Linked DNA regions of Zea mays: region 2 is linked to region 1. The links are chromatin contacts, called in public Hi-C maps. All regions are on one chromosome and are shown on one strand. The core of a region is the stretch at or near the end of the contact, and the rest is flanking DNA. Distances in the headings are between cores, read along the strand shown.

What was found. Hi-C and Micro-C count contacts between places; a contact is called where the count stands out from the background.
Region 2: a Hi-C map of endosperm shows a contact between it and region 1, with 2.7 times the contacts expected there. The contact joins the promoter of LOC103628064 here to the promoter of LOC100285374 in region 1. A contact is called at or near these places in 2 of 25 Hi-C or Micro-C datasets (endosperm and leaf).

What each region holds. Positions count from the first base shown.
Region 1 is chr5:22,640,987-22,646,145 of Zm-B73-REFERENCE-NAM-5.0, reverse strand. It overlaps LOC100285374 (heat shock 70 kDa protein), which reads right to left and starts at 2,415. Exons shown (of 6, transcript NM_001158267.2): 1 at 2,245-2,415; 2 at 269-342; 3 at 113-191; 4 at 1-19. The coding sequence starts at 2,307.
Region 2 is chr5:22,826,413-22,831,571 of Zm-B73-REFERENCE-NAM-5.0, reverse strand. It overlaps LOC103628064 (methionine gamma-lyase), which reads right to left and starts at 2,216. Exons shown (of 2, transcript XM_023300134.1): 1 at 1,439-2,216; 2 at 474-1,285. The coding sequence starts at 2,216. The coding sequence ends at 648. It also overlaps the pseudogene LOC103628063.

The sequences.
Region 1 (5,159 bases), core at 1,166-3,665:
TCTCAATAACTTTTGGGTTCTGCGGTCATTTAATATAATTACATAATTTAGCAACAAAACCAATATGATAGACAAGGTCATGAAGGGCGAAAATCCCTAGGAGTAAGCTCACCTTTCCCTCCATAACCGAAACACATGAGTTAGTTGTCCCCAAATCAATCCCAATAACCTCATTTCCAGCAGCTTTTGCACTGAAAGAAGTTACCATGCAAATTAGCATTACCAAAATCAGAAAATATTAAGAACTAAAGCAGGAGATAATTATTACCTGAAAGGTCTTGCAAAACTTCCCCATTTTGAGCAAACGTTGGCAACACATGTTGACTGTATGCTGGCACCCAGCTGAAACAAGTACATTTGACTTAGGCCCTGTTGAATCCTAGAGGGATTATAAGAATCTAGATGGTAGATAGAGATTTTGAGAATCTGAATTTAGAATCTAGAATAGATAGTAGATAAAGATTTTGAGAATCTGCAAAAATAATCAGATCTGTCTGGATTCCCAGATAACACTCTTCACAGTGGATGCATTGTACTACCTCCGTTCTCGAATATTTGTCGCTCACTAGTTCATTTTTGAACTAAACTGCGACAAATAAAAAACAACGGAGGGAGTACATGATAATTGTCAAGATACCAGCTGTTTCTGGAGATGTTATGACAGGATACCTGCTTTTTCCTGTCTTCTCATCTCCAGAGAAAAAAAAAACTGGCATCTTATTTTGAGCCCTATAGGTAGACCAACTAACACTAAAAATTAGCAGCAAAAGTTAGCTTTTCCTGGGCTTGTTTGGATCCATTAGCACTAAAAATTAGCAGCTAAAATTAGTATTAGTGAATACAAACAGACCTGCTAATTATTAAAAGAGAATTATGTCCATGGCCCAAAAAAAACAGCTACTTTTTTGGCCCTTCTAGTTTTGAACTTTCTTATGTTATTTGACCCAAAAGGTATCTTTAGTTACTTATGTGGCCCTTCCACTAGTTTTGGGACTAAACGGTGTTAAGTCAAGGGTGAATTGACGATTTTGACCCTGAGTGAAAAATGAAACAGAGCCTAGTTCGTCTATGCTCAATTTTGAGGAATATTTCACATGGTTTAAAAATATTTCTCAAAGCTAAACATAGACAAACAGAACTCTGCACTAATTCAGTTTCCACCTAGGGGCAAAATCGTCAATTCACCCTGGACTTAACACATTTAAGCTCCAAAACTAATGGAAGGGTCATATAAGTGTCTTTTATATAAGGCCCCCTTTGGCAGGGCTCTGGCTCCTTGGCTTCTCTGGAGGAGCCGGAGCCATTTTGCAATTCGTTTGGCAAAACTGTTTCTCTTGTGTTTCTTTCGAAATTCGAATGATGTAGTAGGAAAATGTTGGAGCTGGCAGAAGGCACGTTTTTGGTTTGGGTGCTCGGGCTCCCAACAAGAAGACAGCTCCAGCTCTTGGAGGGCTCTCGACGAGAACCCGTTTTTTTACTGTTTGGTAGGGCTTCACAATAAACCTGAGCTAGAGCCGTCCAAAGAGCCGTGCCAAAGGGGCCCTAAGTAACTAAAAATAGCTTTCAGACCAAATGGGTAAGTTCAAAAATAAAGGGTTAAGAAAGTAACCCGAACATTTTTTTAGGGCCAAGGAAATAATTCTCTCAATTATTAACTAAGGGGCTGCTAACTATTAGTTCCATGAGCTGGTTTGGAGTTGCTAATAGGTACTAATAGTTCATATGCACCTTCAACTTACTACCCAACCACCTATCCACCTATTAGCAACAGGCCCTCAATAAATCAAATAGAACTGAATACATCCACTGGAAACAAAAACCTGAGTACCTGAGAGGCCATAGCACAACTACAATTTATTCATGGTTAACTCCACACCAGTATTGAAAATTTGAGATAACACCACTAGTAATGCTAATAAATCCCTGCACAGGGAAGCAACCGACAATCTGAGTCATAACACCATGTCCAAGTAAGACATTCTACCACAGCAGTAATCCAGTAACTTCCCAGAACTGAACTAATCAGTTAATACCCTCTAGTGCTTCGAATCTAGAAGCACTAATCTATCCTCGTCCGAGCCAAATCAAAGAGAACGTGGGATCCTATCTAATCTAGAATCACTCTTCCCCATTAACAATTCCTCGTCCGGATCAACACTGTAACACTATATTACAAGCGACGAAACTGCTAGTTGAGTATGAATGAAAGGGAATCACGGAGATGAAGCAGATGAGGGGCCTTACGGATCCGAGAGGGGACGCAAGCTCCCTTCGGCGCACGGCGCGGAGGAGCAGGGACGCCGCCATAGATGGCTGGTCCCGGGCGATAGCGTGCGGAAGCAAGGGTGGCTGCGGCGCGGCGAGGGTTTTGGAAGGGGATGCTTCGGGACTCGGGAGACCGCAGGGGCAAGGTCGGAAGGGGGCTTGCGAAAGTGGCTCTGACTTGTGATGGCCTGGTGGGCTTTTATGGGGTCGTGGCTGCAGCGGACGAATGGTGACTGAACGGCGGGCCACCACGTCGAGCGGGTGTGAGATCGAGCGGCACTGCACCGCGGCCACGGAAGGCTGTAGAAACCTCTCGACCGAGAACCAGGTTCTCCGAGGGTTTTCCTGCTTTTTTCCCAAGCCAGTGGTAACCTAACCTCATAGGTTTCTCGAAAATGGGCCGAAGCATGGAGCTCCTTTCTATGCTGCTTGCCATTTCACAGCCCAAGTCCTTAGCATTCTGTGACCTTCGTGAGACTGACGAAGGTGGGTTAGATCATCTTCATCAACTTATTCATCATATCTTTTATTGTACCTTTTATTTTAAACTTATTTTATAAACAGTATAGTTTATCATGTAAAAATAATGTATTGTAAGACCATATATACGATTTGCTAAAGAGAGCTTTAGAAGTGGTTGTTTTCCGGTTTTCAACTAGAAAAAAGAATATATTTGACCTCCCTCACTTTTTTTCGTGCACACACAAAAGCACAATGTATAATAAAAACACAGAAATATGGAAATTTACTCTTTCTTTGCTTTTGGGTACCGGTACAAAAGGAGAACGAAGTGCTCTCCAATTTAGGCTATTTCTCGTGGCTTTCCTATCTTACCTCTTACTACTTCACTTCTTATCTCAAAATTTATTATGTAACTATGTGTAATCGTATAGTTTATAATACAAAATAATATTTTGCACGGTCATATATGCATAGCTATTCGGAGACATGCTTATTCGCTAATCACCCTCCCGCGTGCATGCATAGTGTCATCCGTGTGTCAACAACGCAACGCATTAATCCATGTGTCTCAATAGTGCTTCACCTATATTGGGGTTGTTGTGAATTATCTAGGTCCTTTAATGATGTTTTGGTAATTAATGATGAAAGGATCACGATGCCCAATAGGGAGTAAATTAGGCTTTTCTAAAAATCAACAATAATTAAAACCTAAGCAAGAGCCCAACTTCACCCCAACAAATAGCAATAAGAGAATAATACTAGAAATACAACAATGATAAGACAATACTTTAAATACTTGATAAACAAATACACAATGTAAAATGCTTGAATTAAGTGTGGAATGTAAATCAAGGTTTAGAAGACTCCTCCAATTTTTCCCGAGGTATCGAAGAGTCGTCACTCTCCCTAGTCCTCGTTGGAGCACTCGCGCAAGGGTATCGCTCCCCTTTGGTCCTCGCAAGAACCAAGTGCTCACTATGAGATGATCTTTTGTCACTCCGGCGCGGTGGATCCCTCACGGCCGCTTACAGTCTTGAGCCGGGTCACCAACAAGATCTACAAGGTGATCACCGAGCCCCCAATGCCACCAAGCCGTCTAGGTGATGCCGATCACCAAGAGTAACAAGTCGTAGACTTTCACTTAACTAAGAGAAGCCTAATGCATGCGGTGTGTGCTCTAGGTGGCTCTCGCTAGCACTAATGAGGTCCAAATGCGGGATTAAGATTCTCTAATCACCTCACTAGGCTTTATGATGCTTGCAATGCTCTACCAACGTGTAGGAGTAAATGTGGGCAGCAAGACAATCAATATGGTGGTGGAGGAGGGTATAAATAGCTCTCACCCACCAATTAGTCGTTACAGGAATTCTGTTGCGCATGGGCGCACCGGACAGTCCGGTGCGCCAACGGTGCGCCACCGGTGCGCCAACGGTCATCTCCAACGGCTAGTTCTGATAGCTAGTCGTTGGGCAGATGGCACACCGGACAGTCTGGTGTGTTGTCCGGTGTGTCGGCTATAATTCAACTTCTGAACTCCGCTCTCTCGGGTTTCTGCGCAGGGAAGGGTCTTCCCCGGGCTAGGCTGGCCCCACTTGACAGAGGGCGCACCGGATAGTCCGGTGCCCCTAGGACAGAAACACTAGTTTATGTTTTCTACTGTTTTTCAAACCGGTTTTCGTTCTAACTCGTGAGTATGTTCTAGAGTGACACCTAGCACTATATGCGAGTGTGAATATGCACCAACACTACACTAGAACTCTCTTGGTCAAACTACTCATCGACAACCCCTCTTTATAGTACGGCTAAAACAGAATAAAAGACATAACTATATAACGAGTGTCTGCAACTCCTTGACACTCGGAATACGAAGACCTTCACCTTTTGTTTCGTCGCTTTAACTGTCGCTTGAAGTTATTATCTCCGGGATTGTTTTTACCGTTGTAGTACATCTTTCTGTAATGCGACCTAACTTACCATTTGTTTCTACAAAACACACGTTAGTCACATATAATATTACGTTGTCATTAATCACTAAAACCAACCAGGGGCCTATATGTTTTCAAATGACAACCATTTGTGGACTAACAATTCTTGGAGAAATAAGAATGCAGGTTGGACCACAGAGAAAATATATATCTTAGAGACTTAAAGCATTGGTCGTGGGTCAAGTGAAGGCAAATGTATAAAATAGGTTTGTTTTTGCCGGTCACCAGGTGTTTGGAGAATGAATTGACCGGATTAGTAGGCTAGATATTCATACTATAAAAGAGGGGTCAATGACTCTAATCTGTATAAAACTTAGTGCATCATAAAGCATCTCGTAGTTGCATTTGCATGAGGACTAAACCCTAAAATCTTTTCAAAAGCATGTTTGGAAAGTGGGTATGATCTATGGTCGGCGGACCGTCCGCGTCTCACTCAGAGAGGTCCGA
Region 2 (5,159 bases), core at 967-3,466, 190 kb before region 1:
TCGTGCTTTGATATGGTTTTTATATAGGGTTTTTTAAATTGGTGCTCTTAGTTTTGGTGACGTGGTCACCTATACCCTTATCATATATATAAATAGGTATTAAGATATTTATTTAAATATAATTATTGTTTATTTCTAAACATTAAGTTACATGTGGTCTAATGGTTAACCCCTAATTTTTAAAGCAGGGACGTAGATTCGAGTGTTCATTATATACTATTTTTTGCGTGGTGTGGTGGCTGCATGGGTGGGGTCGGGTGCTAGGCAGGCGCAATAGCTGGCTGCCTGGGCGTTGGAGGTCTACAAGGCCGTAGTTGAGAGCGTTGCGCTAGGCATGAGGTCCACAGGGCACGGCGTCGAGGCGAGCGCGTAGGGTGGGTTCAGAGTGTCAGTATGCAGATGTCTACATTAGGTTTTTACTAGAGCAGTATAAATTGAGGAGGAAACCGTTAAAGACAGATCCCATTTATTCAAGTTCACTTCCATGTTTCTCAGAGACCAATGACCATGCCGCTTGCACATACTGGCATATCCATCTGAACCAGAGGGATCAGACGGCCTTTTAACCTTACTTCTTTGGTACTAGTAGTATATCCACGAACACGACACAAAGCCACAACGTGCATGCACACTCGGAAGGCCAAGCGTCAGTGTTTGCCGTGGTTGTTGGCGGCGTCGGGGCCATCGCGGTCGGCAGCGCCCTTGAGGTGGTGGTGCCGCGGCGGTGGCGGCGGCTGCATGAGCGCTAGCGCGCGCTCCAACTGTGCCCAGCGCTGCTCCAGCGTGCCGTTGTAGCCCACGGACATGCGGACGAGGCCCGGGGAGATGCCGGCGCGCTCGCGGTCCTGGGGCGGCATCTCGCTGCTGGTGCTGGTCCCGGAGCAGGACACGAGCGTCTCGTAGTAGCCCAGGCTGACGGCCATGAGGCCGAACTGGGTGGTGTTCTGGAGGTGGTGCATGAGGCGGTTGGCGCGCTCCTCCGTGCCCATGTCGACGCACAGCATGCCGCCGGAGCCGTATCCCGGGTTCCGCATGGCGGCCAGGCGCGCGTGGTGCGGGTGGTCCGGGAGGCCCGGGTAGAGCACGCGCAGGCCCAGGCGCTGCATCCGCGCGGCGAACGCCAGCGCGCGGCGCGAGTGCTCCTGCATCCGCAGCGGCAGGTGCGGGAGGCGCTCCCACAGCTCGAAGGCCATCTTGGCGTTCATCGTGGGGCCCAGCAGCATCAGCGCCCCCTCCTGCAGGTCCATCATCGCGTTCACCAGGCTCGCCGGCCCACAGATCGCGCCTGCATGCATGCGTGCGTGCGTGCGTGCAAAGAGCGTACGTAGACCATTAGCACATCAAGGTCAGATGAGACGTTTTCTGATTTTGTTGTTGCATTGCATGCACACGGCGATGACTTGGGGAGGATCGGAGGGTAGTCAGGACGTGTCCTTACCAGCGATGATGTCGCCGCCGCCGCTGATGAACTTGGAGACGCTGTGGACGACGACGTCGGCGCCGAGGCGCGCGGGCGAGACCACGACGGGGGTGAAGGTGTTGTCCACCACAAGCTTGGCGCCGGCCTCGTGAGCCACCCGCGCCAGCATGGGGATGTCGGCGACGGCGAGCGTCGGGTTGGACATGGTCTCCACGAACACTACCCGCGTCTCACCGGGGACCACCGCGGCGCGCACGGCGGCCTCGTCGTCGACGTCCACGAAGGTGGCGCGCACCCCGGCGGCGCGCGGCAGGAACCGGGCGAGCAGCGCGTGGGTGCCGCCGTACAGGCACCGCGACGCCACCACGTGGCCGCCGGCACCCACCAGCTGCACCATGACGGAGGAGATGGCGGACATCCCGGACGCCGTGCAGTAGGCGGCCTCCGTGCCCTCCAGCGCCGCCATCTGCCGCCCCAGCGCCTGCACCGTCGGGTTGAAGTGCCGGCTGTAGATGTACATGCCGCCGCGGTCGGGGCCCAGCTCGCCCGCGAAGAGCCGCCGCATGGTTTCCGGCTCCATCACCGTGAACGTCGCCGACGCCTCGATGGACATGTTCACGCCGCCGTGCTCGCCGAACTCGTGCCGCGCCGCGGCCAGCGCCGCCGCCGGGTCTTCCGCCTCCCGCCGGCGCGCCGGCGCCTTGGGCTTCTCCTCGGCGACGCTGCCGTCGCCAGAGCCAGACACGTCCTTGCCGAACGGGCGCTTTAGGGTGACCAGCTCGGAGGCGGCGGCCATGGTCGTCTGGGCCATTGGGATGTAAGCGTGCGTGCGTTGCAAAGGAGCAGGAGATCGATCGGGCTCGGGAATGGAATCAGAGTTCAGAGCGGTGTGGGGGAAGGGAGCACAAGGTAGTGAGCAATTTATAGGCGATGCCAGGATCACAGGTGGACGTCATGGAGAGGGTGCATGTGAATATGAATCCGGACCATTCCATGGTCAGCTGAGAAGGCTACAGATTGTAACGTTTGGGTGATAACTAACTGACGGGGACATATCTGGTGCAGTGCACATAGAAGACTGGTACACATATTAAATCATCACCACTTATTTTAGATCTAACGTCTTTAGTTGATTATTCAATTTACACACAACATCTTTCACCACTACACACCACCACGTTGAATGGTGTCCTTAGTAAAATGTACCAAACAGCTAGAGACGTTAAATCTAAAATGAGTGATGATGATTTATTATGTGCATCATGTGCACCAATGTTTCATGTGCACTATATATGTTGTCCTAACTGATATCCCCATGCCAACTGTAGTGCCTTGACGTTATAGCATCAGTAGGATGCAATTCATTTAGTGTCACAAAAAAAAAACTTTAGATGCAGTGGTAAAAAATAGTTTGCAGTGCATCTCCAACCAAGTGCGCTGCTTGCATTCTGAATCTATTATTAGGCCAAACAAGCCTTCATCTTTATATATTTGGAACAAAGATTCACTCAACAATAGCTGCCTACTTACAGAGATACACAAATATTAGCTCCTTTGCTTTCTTCGTTCAGTACACTCCACAGCTAATATCTCTAGAGATTTCAGGTTTCGATCAAATTAAAGCCGATCGACTCGTCGGCAAACCAATGCCATGCCTGGTTCTTTCGTCAAATTAAATAAACCCATGTGCCAGCCAGGCTGCTACAGGCTACAGCATCTTTTTGCCATGAAGTACCGTACACTTTTTGGTCGCGGTGAAAACCGGGGGGGCATGTTCAATGAACCGAAACGAACTTAGCAGCCCACGAAGCTGAGACTGAGAGAGGAAATAACCGAAAGCTTGGATGAATCTGTCAGCGATTCTGTCGTCGTACTGGGCTAGTCGCCATGACGTTGATCGATGGCGATGAGCCCATGACAAGCGTCTGACTAAGCCTAGCTCGTCGGCGCGTCGGCGTACGCCGTGGATAATAAACGAGGCAAAGCCCTGCAGCACTTCTTCCAAACATGCCGCGGCCGGCGTCGTCGTGCACGGCAGCTGGCGACGGCCCAGCTGAGCATGCTCACGTACTCCAGCCACAAGCATGCAGTTGCAGCCGAAAAGTTTCCTTTTGCGGTTGCCTGCAGTAAGAACTATAAACAATATCTCTTCTCTACTAAGTACTATAAAGAATGTAAAGGGTAGTTTGCCACCCCGTTCTACCCTCCATCGGTTCTGTCCTCCCCCGTTCGAACCATGGATGCCTTGAGAAGAACGCCTAGGTTCTCACCAACTAGCCAACTCAACTCATGTTGGATTACATTCAATCTCAACTACGATATCTAAGATGCTTAGTTTTTCATTTGGTAACTCTGGTATGTATATTGTTTTACCCACCCTGTAATTTTTAACAATAACTTACACACTTGCAGGTGATAAACTATTGCATAAATTTAATAAAATCTCAAGATCATCTAAAGTGCCGATCTGGAGGTCGTGTCCACATAGAAAATGATTTTCAGTTCAACTTTCTAAAGCGAGACAGTGATGTTGAAACTAAAACAGATGAGCTATATCCAATTAAAGACGTGTCACAAATATGTAGTGCTGAATGAAGGGTTTTACTTTACCTATACCATGACACGGTAAATATGAGTTTGAAATTTACATGGTTATTGTTTGCATGTATTTTATTTTTTATGCAATATTTATAATTGTTTTGTAGGTGTATCCAATTAATGACATGTCACAAATATGTAGTGCCTCCTTGTCTCCCTCTCCTCCTGCGGTGACAACTTCCTCGAGGAGATGAGCGCGCCGCCCCACGATCGGCCTACCTCCGCCGCCCCCGCGTGCACCACCACCATCGGGTGGGAGAGGCAGTAACGACTCGCCCGAGGCCAACCCCCAGTGGGAGGGCAGTTATGACTCGCCCGAGGCAAAGTCAAAATAGGACAGACAACCACGACTCTTCCTAGGCCACTCTCGGGCGGGAGACACAGTCACGACTCGTCCGAGGCCAAGCCCAGGCGGGACATGCAGTAACGACTCGCCTGAGGTCATCCGCGGGCGGGACAGACAGTCACTACTCGCCCGAGGCCAACCCCCCGGGTGGGATACACAGTTACGACTCGCCCGAGGCCAACCTCGGTGGGATACAAAGTTACAACTCACCCAAGGCCAAGCCAAGACAAAATAAACAGTCCGCCCAAGGCAACCCTCGGGTTGGAGAGGCAGTCACGACTCGCCCTAGGCCAAGCCCAGGCAGCCACGACTAGCCCGAGGCCATCCTCTCGCGAGACAAGCAGTCACGACTCTCCAGAAGGCAACCCCCAATGGGAGACACAGTCACGACTCACCTGAGACCAAGCCCTGGTTGGACAGTCAGCCACGACTCGCTTGAGGCCATCCTCGTGTGGCATAGGCAGTCACGACTCGCCCGAGGAAAACCCCGGGTGGGAGTAGTCACGACTCGCCCGTGGCCATCCTCAGGCAGGACAGGTAGTCACCACTCGCCCGAGGCCAACCCCCGACGGGATACGTAGTCACGACTCGCTCGAGGCCATTCTCGGGTGGGAGAGGCTGTCAAGAATCGCCCAAGGCCAAGCCCGGGCGGGAGATGCAGTCACGACTCGCCCGAGGCCAACCTCGGGCGGGAGACACAATCATGGCTCGTTCGAGGCCAAGCCCAGGCAGGAGACGCAGTCACGACTCGCTCGAGGCCACCTTTGGGTGTGAGACGCATCATGACTCGCTCGA